2 separate regions of the Sus scrofa genome follow, and region 1 is linked to region 2. A link is a contact called in public Hi-C data. All regions are on one chromosome and are shown on one strand. The core of a region is the stretch at or near the end of the contact, and the rest is flanking DNA. Distances in the headings are between cores, read along the strand shown.

Region 1 (6,281 bases), core at 1,523-4,022, 350 kb after region 2:
CCACCCCACTCATTTTACACATAAGGATATTTGGGAAGAGCTTTATTAATGTTTCTTTTATTCTACAAAAGTTGTTATGAATGAGATATACTTTGCAGGTGGATTTTAAATTAATGAAAGCCTTTATTGTCAGCCTCTTCATTATGTTAGCACAATGAAGATGCATAATGAGTTAGGTGCATCAAAGGGGATACACTGCCACACAAGCCTCTTACTGCACTAAACACTTTGGATACGTGTTGGTTCTCTTTCTAGATGGCAGTATATCCCGATATGTGTTGGTTCTCTTTCTAGATGGCAGTATATCTATCTATCCATCTATCTATCTTTCTTAAAACCTGTAAAATAACCTAATGTTAAATATTGTTAATAGGTGTTTTTCCATTCTGATCAAGCATGTCATAACTGCTCCTGGACGGATAAATAAACCTCTTAAAGATTTCAGAATTTATTATTTCGTGATCATAGAATGGGAAGGTGGGGTGCTAAGCTTTGATACATGTGTATGAGGCTCACTTCTGAGTCAACTAAAGTGCTACTGTTGCAAGGAAAGATATTTGACACAATTTTTGTGGGACTCCTTTGGGGAGCTAATAACACAAAGTCCTTGTCCGCATGAGCAGATGAAAAGTCAGTCAACGTACTGCTTTAGCATTGCCAAGATAGAGCTCCTGCAAAAATGTCTCTTTTATAATGTGGACCCCATGATCAAAATCAATGCTGAGGAACAAACAGTACAAATACGCTAACCACCAAATTCTAGGTGTCTAGTATGAGTCAAAAGTTTAACAAATCAGCATTCTTTGGGGCCTCTGCCTACTTAATCGGAATAAATACTATCATGTATCATCTCAACAAGAGCCTCCCTCAGAATCCTTTCTATCTCCTGGATGTATAAGTGTAAATCGGGTGCCTTGCATCGCTGTGCTCAGGGTCCCTCTGTGATCTGATGGTAATGATTCTCCAAATTTGCATCAAGACCATCTCCACCTACTGAGCACAGAGCAAGTGCCAAGTGCCACGCTGACCAATCAACTCCTTGTTGCTCTGCCTGGGTTTTTCCTCCATAGCTAGATCTTCAGGGGTCAGCTCCTCGGGGAGGGGGGTCTCCAGCCCAGGAGACACCAAAAGGGAAGGTGATGTTAGTGCACTGAGGACCTGAGGCAGAGTTTCAGCTATTCATCATGTGTGCCGTGCAAAATGGAGGAAAAATAGAAAAGTTGTTTGTTATTGTTACGATTTTGATTACTTAGACTAAATTAAAATTATTACCTCTGCCTAAGGCCATTTCCCAGGCATTTTCTCTCATTATTCTAACAAAGGAAATGGATTTCTTATGAATAAGATTTACTGTTCTAATATTCTCCATTACTTCAAGTTGCCCAAAGTCAAGATAAAGACTAAAAAAGTAAAGAGCAGCAAATAGTTTATGAATAATGCAGGTATCCACAATGCTAATAACCCTTTAAGTGATGGTTAATTTCTAACATCTAGGTCAGACATAGTCATTCTTGCATGAGCACACAGAATTCTTTTCTTCTTATGTTAAGTAACAAGGAATTCAAAAAAATAAAAGCTGACTTTAAAAACATTCTACTGTGGAGCCATTTCCAATGATGAGAAATGCCCAAGTGGGGGGAAAAAAATCTCAAGTAGGCAACATGTAAAGCAACACGCAACTATATGCACATTAGTATAATTACACATTGCAAATTATATCGGATGTATCTAATATCTAATTTTTTGAAAGCTGATTCCACTTGAGATTTCAATAACAGCATCAACATTTTGCAGGTGGCTCCTTCTGTGTAGTATCCAAAGGGAATTATTCCTCTAATGTGCTTACAACCCTCATGTAAAAGCTGAAGCTCTTCCTTAAAGGACCCATGAACAATGAACGGGGGGTATTACCTTTGATATATAAAGCAAAAGGGGAAGGTTCCACCAAATATAATATTCAGCATGGTTATTCATTCTGTTTCTTCTGGGCATAGGATCCTTATTTGCTTCGAGCATTGAGAAACAAACTTAAAGGAGAGCCTCCTTAGAAAATGTGGGGGAGGCAACATAAGTATTGAGGCAATGATATGAAAAACTAAGGGGTTGATGATTTTTTTTTTTTTTTGGATTAACTGAAAAGAGAGAAATGTGCAATGGATTATACCCTTGATGGAAAAGAGAGCCCTACATTTAATGCTGCTCTTTTAAAACATATGATTAATTTGTCCTAAAGAGGACACCAGATCCAAGATCCATTGTGAGGAACAGGCTTTTGTCCTCATCTCTCTGTATCAATCATCAATCAATCAATCACCAAATAACCAAATATGTATTTGTGATCTTGGAGAATGGCGCTTATTATTCAAGTTGATTGAATCCATTTTCTCGATTCCTCCTTAAAGATCTTTCTGCTAATTAGTCAGGGTTAGTATTGAATTATTTAATTATCTGCACTTTTGTGCAATGAAATATGTTGTCATATCACATACTTTATCACGCTGTTGCTGTTCACACTTAATGATGCCTCTATAGTTAGCAGTTTCCTTTGTTCTGCTCAGTAAGTGGTTTTAGAAAGGGGGTGGGCGGGGAAGAAGGAGCCCTGGGGTTTGTAAAATAAAATCATACATTCCTGGTACACATGCAAAACTTTATGCATTTACATGAATTTCATTTGAGAAATCCAGTTGCAATTCCATTTGGAATAAGCTAAGAGGCACAGGCCGGTGACTTCGAGCACAGCCAGAGCGATATTCCTATACCTTGCACATCTCTCCAGTGTATTTCCACTGCAGTGCGATGGTAAAACGACGATTTAATTTTTTTTTTAATCAGCAAGCAATGTCTTTAACAAGGAAGAAGTAAATTATGATAATTACTCTGAATGGTCGGATCCTTGAGCATTACTAATTAGCATTTATTGCCTGGATTATAGAACAATACATGTGAAACCGAACTGCGACTGCTCTTTTACGTCAAAGAACTGGAAAAGGCAATGGAGCAAGCTCCTCAGTAGTTGAGTCAGTAGTGTTACATCTCCTGGAGAAAGTGCCGAATGCCTTGCTTTTGAAATATACAAATGTGGTCCTCAGTATTTACGGCCCATTCATTTTTTTTTTTTTTGTGAGGCCCATATTTACATATGATATCATAGTCATGGGAGACTAATGAGAGGAGAAACATTTTGGCTATGATGTCATTTGGGGACAATTTTATCCATTGTGAGAGTTGAACAATAAAGAGCGTAAAAACTCGCCACATGAAAGTATGAATTTTTCTGTAGCAATTTTGACTTTAAAAGGAAACAAAGAACTCAGTTCTCAGTGAATAAAATTTTGCATTCACCTCCCCACTTTCTCTTCAGTGGACTACAGTTGAAGATAATTGAGAAAAGGCAGTTGGTCTCTGGTTTAAGAGCCCCCCTTTTTTTTTCATTACGGATTTGTAATAAAACAGATTCTGAAATCAGAAATAAATGAGATATAATCAACAGTCCCACATCACTCATGTAAATAAATGCCACTCACATAATTTGGCCACTGGAATTCCTAAATAACCCAGTAGGTAGGAGAAAAAGAGGAAAAATTATCCATTTATCATTCTCGCTGCAGACTCACGGTTTTCCTCCACACCCCATTACATCGAACGAAGAGAAAAAAACATCATAAAATATAAAGCCAGTACTAAATACAGGCGCTGGTCTTCCCCGTACCTTTCTAGATTCCCTACCCTGATCCTTTTTAGTTCGAAAGAATAAGTTTGGCTGAATCTGTGAGGAGATTAAACAGGCTGGTGATAAAAATTAATTCTGCTGAATGAGCAAATGCATTTGGATTGCAGAGATGCAAATAAGATAATACTTTTCTTTTCCTTTGACATACCAAGCGGATTAGTTTAGAATGTTAAATTTGATTTTATTAGAATATATTAGCAGTGTTTTAATTAATACCAATCAAACATTTTCTTTCCCTGGGGCTTGATGTGTTCCTAAGCTTTCCAAATCATCTGTCTTTTATCATCAAAAGATAAAAAAAAAAAAACCCCACCAAATTACCAAAGCCTTTTGTTACACTCTTCATAATTTTACTGTATTCAACACAAAACTATGAGCTGTTTACCTAAAGGTGTCTTGCCCATAAAATTACTTCCCAGGTGCTGGATTTAAAATGAGTACTGTTCATTTGTACAGTTGATTTTTTTTTTTTTTAAGGTAGAATTAGAGACTCAAAAAATAAACATCATCCGTGTTTTTCTTTGGGGGAAAAATGTTGCAAAAGGAGTTTTGGCTGCTTGGTCTGGCTTGGCTTTATTCTCACCAGAGCTTCCTAGAGCTGTTCAATTTCTAACTGCGTTGGTTTTGAGCTGGCACTTCTTTGGAAACAGAGGCAAAAAAGGAATTTAAAGGAAAAAAAAAAAAGGTGTGTGTGGTGGGGGAGAATCTAGTTACAAATAAGGTGAACCAGGGCGTCCTGTGTCCTGAATTGTAACTGTGTGTTGCAAAGAGGTGCTGCATTGCATTTCACTCATTATCCTCTCCTTTTCTCTCAAGCTTCCTGTCCTTCTGTGTCCGAAAGCTCCAGTTCACTTCTTTCTCTTTTCTTCCCGCAATGCGCCCCCCTCTTTTCCCCGCCTTATTTTTTTTTTTTTTTTTATCTGCCAAGCTGGATTTGCACTTTTAAAGATCAGTATCAATAATGCCCTGCTTGTTTCGGTGGCACTCTCCCTTTAAAAGACAGCCCCCTCTAATTGATGCGTCTGGGCTAGTCTAGACTGGTAGTGATTGAACCAACCACCAATTATGTTATTCATTTCACTGAACTTCACTGATGGGCTCGGTGAGGAAGAAGGGTGTTGAGAAACCTGCCCTTACACTGAAGCAGTTCCCTGTGGAAATATAAAATCTCGTGTGTCGTTACGTGCTCCTAAATGCCTGTGTGATCAATCGTATGATAGCAACCTCAGGACATGGGCAGTTCACTTGAAAACATGTACAGAACCAAAAAAGTACCTTGGAATATAAACTGCATCAGTTGTATTCAATTACTACGCTGCTCTCATTTAAGATCACAGAAGAATTACATCTAGCCTGCTTTTATTGATCCCGGCATACATTTTCATAGAGCAAATTGCAGATAATGTTTTGACTGCAAAAAGCAGTTTGGCAAATACTTGATATGAATCAAGTGGTAATATATATCCATGAGTTAGACAGATGCCTTTCCATAATTTCCAAATGCCTACACATACGCATCAGCAAAGATGGGGGAAAATCATTAATCCATGGTATAGAAACCCAAAGATAACTTGAAAATCAAAGGGCTCTTTTCTTGGAAGCATATTTAGACTATCAAAGGCTGGAAACTAATATTTAAATATCACAACTACACAGCAGTTTCAACAAAAGGCACAATGCAATTGTTGTACAATTCATGTTCTCAAGTCAGTTTTCTGACACAAAATGGTTTCTTGACTACGATTTGGAGTCAATGACTAAAAACTGCAATTAAACACTCTAAAAAAGGTAGGAAAAGAATAGCTTCCTTAACCTTCGACTCCATGTATAAAACGAGGTTATAACCAACATAAACTCTTTAAAAGGAGACGGCATTTGAAGTCAGGGTCGATTTAGTTATTTTCCAAAACGGAAGGCAAACGTCGCTCCAAGAGTACTAAAATGGTTTAAATGAAATTGAATATTGGGATTTTTCACAATAAAGTAAAGGTAAGTGACTCCTTCTCTCCTCTAACTATGAAATAGATCTAAATCACGGAGATCATTCTGTTATAAAAAGTTACATTTTGAGAAAACTACAAACTAGGTAATGCTAACAATTACCTTAAGAGAAGATTACTTCAAATGGATGATTTGCTTTATAAATAGCTTTGTTGGATTGAATTTAAATCCTGATCAATTTCTTTTTTCCAGTTTTTAAATGAAGACTATTAGCCACCGATAACTTCTAAAGGGTACAATACTTGCATTCATGTGCTGTTTTCTTTTATATGTTTAAAAATATATCTCCTCTTCTTTCCTTTTATATGTTTAAAAATACATTTCCAATCCCTATTACTTTTAAACTCATTGTGCATAATATTTTAAAATCAATGCCAAGCAAGGAGGCTACAGCTCTTTTATTTTTTAAAATCTCACAGAGCAATACAAATTTAATCTTTGTTAACGCCATAAATTCCATCCTTCTTGTACGTCTAGCAAGGGAAGAATTTTTAGCCTATCAATATTTTAGCTCAAACTCTTGGTTTGCCCCTATTTGTGTCTGTGTGTT
Region 2 (6,141 bases), core at 2,112-4,611:
ATAACTGTTTGTAGTAACAATAATACTTTCATAATCCTTTTTATTCCTATGGTGTCATAGTAGTGTCTCCACTTTTTCTTTCTTTCTTTCCCTTCTTTCTTTTTGGCCATACCTCACCTGCAGCATGTGGAAGTTCCTAGGCCAGAGATCAAACCTGTGCTGCAGTTGCAACCTGCACCATAGCTGCAGCAATGATGGATCCTTAACTCCCTGCATCAGGGGAACTTTCTCCACTTTCATTTCTAATTTTAATAATTTGAGTCCTCTCTTTTTTTTGTAGTCTAGCTAAAGGGTTAATTTTTAAAATCTTTTTAAAGAACCAGAGTTTGGTTTTGTTGATTTTCTCTATTATTTTTCTTTTCTCTGTTTCATTTATCTATGCTATAATCTTTTTTTTTTTTTCTTCTTTGCTTTTTAGGGCTGTACTCATGGCACATGGAAGTTCCCAGGCTAGGGGTCCAATTGGTGCTGCAGCTGCCAGCCTATGCCACAGCCACAGCAATGCTATGGGATCCGAGCCGTGTCTGCGACCTAAACCACAGCTTGTGGCAACACCGTATCCTTAACCCACTGAGCGAGGCCAGGGATCAAACCTGCAACCTCATGGTTCCTAGTTGGATTCATTAACCACTGAGCCACGACGGGAACTCCAGGTTTGTTACTTCTGAGCCATGACAGGAACTCCCTATCCATGCTCTAATCTTTATAATTTCCTTCCTTCTGCTAGCTTTGAGTTTAGTTTGTCCTTTTTCTAATTCTTTAAGTTGTAAAGTTAGGTCATCAATTTAAAGTCTTTCTTTTTATATATATAAACATTTTTAGATATAAATTTCACCCATTTTTTTGACATGTTGTATTTTCATTTTTATTTGTCCCAAGATATGTTCTAATTTCCCTTTTGATTTCTTCTTTGTCCCATGGTTCATAGTGTATTGCTGAATTTCTACAGATTTGTAAATTTCCCAGTTTTCCTTCTGTTACTGATTTCTAACTTCATTCTCTTGTAATGAGAGAACACGCTTTGTATGCTATCTAACTTTTAAATATCTATTGATATTTAATTTGTGACCTAATATGTTCTATCCTGGAGAATGCTCCATGTGCGCCTGGGAAGAATATGTATTCTATTATTGTTGGGCAGAGTGTTCTGTTTCTGTCTGTTAGATCCAGTTGGTTAATTATGTTATTCAAGCCCTCTATTTTATCTTCTGTTTAATTGTTCTATCCATTATTGACAGTGGGTTATTAAAATCTTTATTATCCTAGACTGCTTTCTCATATTTCTATTCTGTCAGTCTTTGCTTCATATGAGGTTTCCACCGACACTGTGGTCACTGTGGTCTTTGCAGGGCAGGGATAAAGCTGTAGCTTCTCACTTGGCCTTTCCCCCCCCCATTATAGCTGGTTTACAGTGTTCTGTCAATTTTCTATTGTACAACATGGTGACCTGGTTACACATACATGTATACATTCTATTTTCTCACATTATCATGCTCCATCATAAGGGACCAGACATAGTTTCAGGGCTACACAGCAGGATCTCATTGCTAATCCATTCCAAAGGCAATAGTCTGCATCTGTTAACCCCAAGCACCCCATCCATTCCACTTCCCTCCCCCTCCCCCTTGGCAAGCACAAGTCTATTCTCCAGGTCCCTGATTTTCTTTTCTGTGGGATGGTTCATTTGTGCCCTATATTAGATTCCAGATATAAGTGCTATCATATGGTATTTGTCTTTCCCACTTGGCCTTTTCTGACAACACCTGATGGGGGCATTGGGTGCCTCATTACAGCTTGACAAGGATAGAAATCTAGCTTCCCCACTGGCTTTTGCTGGCATGGGTAGGGTTGGGACAAAGTATTTTCTGTGCTTTTTGGTAGGAATAGAGCAATTATTGCCTGGAAGTTTTCTATCCTGCTGGGCTCCCTCTTTCCTGCCTTTGGCTAGGGAGAACAGGCTTTTGTTGAAGCTATTTTTAATCTATGCCTGTTGCCATTTCTGAGTTTCTGGCTTGTTCAACTCCAAGTCTGGAGTATATGAAGCAAAAAGGAAACCTGGGAAATAAATGCTGTGTTGACTTTTGGTTCTTGAGGTCCCTAGACAGTCTTCCATCTTCTCCCCACCTTTCGGAGTCTTAAGTTTTTTTATACACATGTCCCAGGCTTTTCAGTTGTACTGAGTGGAAGAATAAGGAAATGTATGCCTACTCCACCTCCCTGGAAGTGGAAGTATATTCGTGTATTGTTTTTATAATAATAATAATAATAATGCAGGCGTTCCCTCTGTGATGCAATGGCATTGGCAACATCTATGGAGTGCTGGGATGCAGGTTCAATCCACAGCTTGGCACAGTGGGTTAAGGATCTGGCATTGCTGGGTTGTAGCTGCGGCTCAGATCTGACTCCTGGCCTGGGACTCTATATGCCTCGAGGTGGCCAAAAAATTAAAAGAAAAATCCACATATTTTTAAGGAAGCAAGGCTTAAATTGGAGTTAAAGGCATATGAGTAAATTGAGGGTTACTTGTCTGATTTAATCCAGAAACAATAAAACTGGTGATTATGATAATGGGTGGTGATTAAAGAGCATACCATACTTTATTGAGCACATGCTATGTGATTTGCATACCTTCTTGTTTTTCATGAACCCTTGCATCCAACCTGGGAGGCCAGCAACACTCCCATTTTATTGTGAAGTAAGCTGAGAGAGAGAGAGTTTAATAAAAGTCTTCCAATGCTATGTACCTAATGTGTGAGACAGGAGAGATCTAGCTTTTCTTAATCCAAAATCCATGTTCTCAATCTCTGTGTTTATTGCCTCTGTGGACTTCCTTTTAGGAGAGGAGAGAGGAAGTATTTAGATGACATCCTGTAGAGAACAGAAAATATATAATGTGACTGAGTAGCCCACATTACCTGTGGTTCTGGAGGAAGCACTTAAGGTCCCCTTGAAGCGATCTGTTTTCACATAGACTATGGATGGCATTTCTACAGAACTCGTATTTTGTATGACTTCCTTCTAACAACTTTGAGATGTAGGTGGAAGCCAGACTCACTGATGAACAGATGGGGAATCTGTAGCTCAGAGAGGCCGAGTGACTTGTCTAAGACCATATGGCATTTAATGCTGGAAGCAGACCTAAAAAGAGGGTCTTTTGAGTCAGGAGCCAGTATGCAGTCCACCAGCTCCCAGCACTGCTTCCAGCTTGGTCTCTGCACCACTGCTTTGTTCTTACCAAGCGGAGTCCTGGTGTGGGCAGAGCTTGCTGGAGTTCAATCAGGGCCTCCCTCCAGCAGCCTCCTGGCTTGCACCAGTTTGTAGACTGTATCTGATGGAAACCTTATGCGGAACGAAAAACAAACCTGAAGACCAGGCCCATCTCAATATCTCCATCCGCTGGATAAACATCTCCGAGACAGATACACAGGGAGGCCAAGCTCCCTTTGCCAAGTTTTTAACCTAAAGTTTGGAAGCAGCTTGCATTTTCCGTAGAGCAGTAAACTATTTTCATTCCTTTTACAGTGAACGACTCCTTATGGGGTGATAATTTACTTTTAATCTCTATTTCAGGAACTGAATGATTTTTGCCTTCTTGCCTGAAAGAAGTTGCGGGTTAAAAGAAAAGGCCCATTTTTTTTGAAGTTTTCTTCTTTCCCAACTTTTCTTTTTTCCCCTTTGAAAGCCGGCTTTGGGAGTCTTTGGAGCCTTGCCTCTTTATTCGGCAAGAACTTGGCTCCTTCATGGTGCCCCCATTCCTCTGCCGAATCTAATCTGACTGTTCTATTTATAATTCTTGAGCAAGATGAATCTCGTCTTTGTGTTTCTTTCTGAGCAACAGCGTCCCCTCCCTAGGACTCAAGCCATTTAACCTCTACAAGAATCTCTTTAATTTCTCTGCAAATTGCCAGAAAGCAGGCAGCTGAAACCCTATCAGGTCCTGGATCATATCAGACCTGCTTTAAACTGGCACCCTCCTCCACCCCCAGTCTCCTGGGAGTTCATTTAGGAGCAGGGCTGTGCAAAGAAGTTCCCAGCAGCCCTTTGGCGACGCCAGCACAGTCTGGGAAGTTGGACAGGGAGGGTGCACTCTCTGAAGAACGGGGAGGCTGTAGGATGGACCCCCTGCACACTCTGGACCATGGCTTGGTTCCTCCCAGCTTCCCTCAGGGTTTATACACACATTATGTTCTATTCACCCTTACTTTGATTCATCAAGTTATTTTGCTTGGAAACCGTCTGCCCCAAATGCGTTGTTTTGCAGAGAAGAAAATAGAGTTAAGAAGGGAACTGACTGATCCAAAGTCACACGGCTAGTTAGTTCAAGGGTTAAGACTACAGAGGAAATATCCTACTTTATCCCTCCATGAACTCGTGAAGACATTATTCTGATTTAATGTATCCATTCCAACTAGATGCCTTTTAAAAATACATTTCTATTTTTAATGCATTTCTAATTTATATGTGTCTCCCAATTCCTCTTTTCATTCCTTGCCTCCTATCCTTCATTCTTGCCCATGCCTCTCTCCTATGTCCAGGACAGGTCTCTCTGATCTCAAGGTGTGTTAATAGACTTAGAGGAGTAGAACCTCTTCAATCAGGATTTGAGGAAGAGGTGATGAGCCTCAGAATCCCACATCTAGGGCAGGAAGTTCCCTGAGTCTGTGGGGACCTCGAAAGCTATGGAGGGGCAGCTTCCCAGGTAGCACAGCAAGCTAAAGACCAAGCAGGATGAGAGTTGAGACCCTTCCCCCTTCCTGTCCAGCATTCTACACTGCTCAGAGTTCTTGCTCTCTTAGGGTGCATCCCAGTTGTGATCTGAGGCTGGAATGTCCATTTAGACCATTCTTTTTTAATTAGGGCTCATCCAGACCAACCGGAAGGGCAACCCCTTGTAATACGGGGGTGGTCCATCATACTCATAAATTCAATCATATTTTAACATCCTTTGCAATAAGCTTCCTTGTTAAAATCAAAAAAGCAAGGGTCAAGAGATTTACTTTGACCTCCATAACATAATTGGACTTTTCCAGCAAGATAAATTAAACTAAGATGGTCTTATATGTTTTTGTTTGTTTGTTTTGCTTTTTAGGGCTGCATCTGCGGTATATGGAAATTCCCAGGCAGGGGTCATTCAAGCTATGGCTGCCGGCCTACACCACAGCCATGGCAAGCAGGATCGGAGCCACGTGACCTACAACACAGCTCACAGCAATGCCAGATCCTTTTACCTACTGAGCAAGGCCGGGGATCGAACTCCTGGCCTCATGGATACTAGTTAGGTTTGTGACCCCTGAGCCACCATGGGGATTCCTGCATGATTACATTTAATTCACACTGAGATGTAGGTGGTGGAAAGGCCATCATCAATGGTTTCCTAAACCTGCAACTGTCTCAGTGCCCCTGCCTCCCTCTTTCTATGACATACCTTTTCTCTGGGAGGTGTGACATAGTGCACATTTTGAAAGCACCAAAGAGAGGAGGTGGGTTTAAACATTTTGAAAGAGCACACTTGCCTTCCTTGTTGGCTCCTGCCTTGCTTAAAATCAAGGAATTTCCTCCAATCAATTTAGGATGTGAACATCCATTTAGTACATGGGGAGATGGGAAATGATGTTCTTAAAATTTTAGTAAGCTTCAGGTGGTGTTCTACATGCTTCATAAATGGTTTTTTTTTTCTCTTTTAATTTGCACAATATTTCATGGGAAGATATGGTTCCCCATTTTCATAATGGGAAAATGGGTCCTCATTTTAATAATGGAAAAATTAAAGCTAAGAGAGATTTTAAGAACTTTTGTCTAAGGCTACTCAGAGAATGAATGTTAGATAAGATTTAATCCAGGTCTCTGGATTAAAACTAGCTATTTTTATACCTACCTAGCAATCCTAATACCAAAACTAGCTATTTTTAAAACTTGCTATTGAATACCTAGCTTGCTGTTTGAATACCTAACTAGCTATTTTAATATCAAAACTAGCTTTTTTTTTCATTTTTAAAATTTCCTTGAAGTATAGTTGATTTATAATGTTGTGATAATTTCTGCTGTACAAAAAAGTGATTCCTTTTCAGATTCTTTTCCCATATAGACCATCACAGAATAGTGGGTAGAGTTTCCCTTGCTACACAGCAAAACCAGCTATTC

Evidence for each region. Hi-C and Micro-C count contacts between places; a contact is called where the count stands out from the background.
Region 1: a Hi-C map of fetal skeletal muscle shows a contact between it and region 2, with 2.7 times the contacts expected there. The contact joins two enhancer-like sites. A contact is called at or near these places in 2 of 47 Hi-C or Micro-C datasets (brain and fetal skeletal muscle) and 1 of 2 datasets of contacts at active chromatin or transcription factors (skeletal muscle).

What each region holds. Positions count from the first base shown.
Region 1 is chr9:49,102,684-49,108,964 of Sscrofa11.1, forward strand. All of the region lies in intron 1 of LOC106504205 (a long non-coding RNA gene), which reads right to left. Among named protein-coding and RNA genes, the nearest start is that of MIR125B-1, 3.7 kb to the right of the region's middle. Within about 2 kb of position 2,773, at least 13 of the 83 cell types and tissues checked have an H3K27ac peak or open chromatin away from gene starts, as enhancers often do. A contact at or near this core is called in fetal skeletal muscle, where this site is marked.
Region 2 is chr9:48,753,405-48,759,545 of Sscrofa11.1, forward strand. All of the region lies in intron 3 of LOC110255448 (a long non-coding RNA gene), which reads left to right. Among named protein-coding and RNA genes, the nearest start is that of MIR9804, 230 kb to the right of the region's middle. Within about 2 kb of position 3,362, at least 14 of the 83 cell types and tissues checked have an H3K27ac peak or open chromatin away from gene starts, as enhancers often do. A contact at or near this core is called in fetal skeletal muscle, where this site is marked.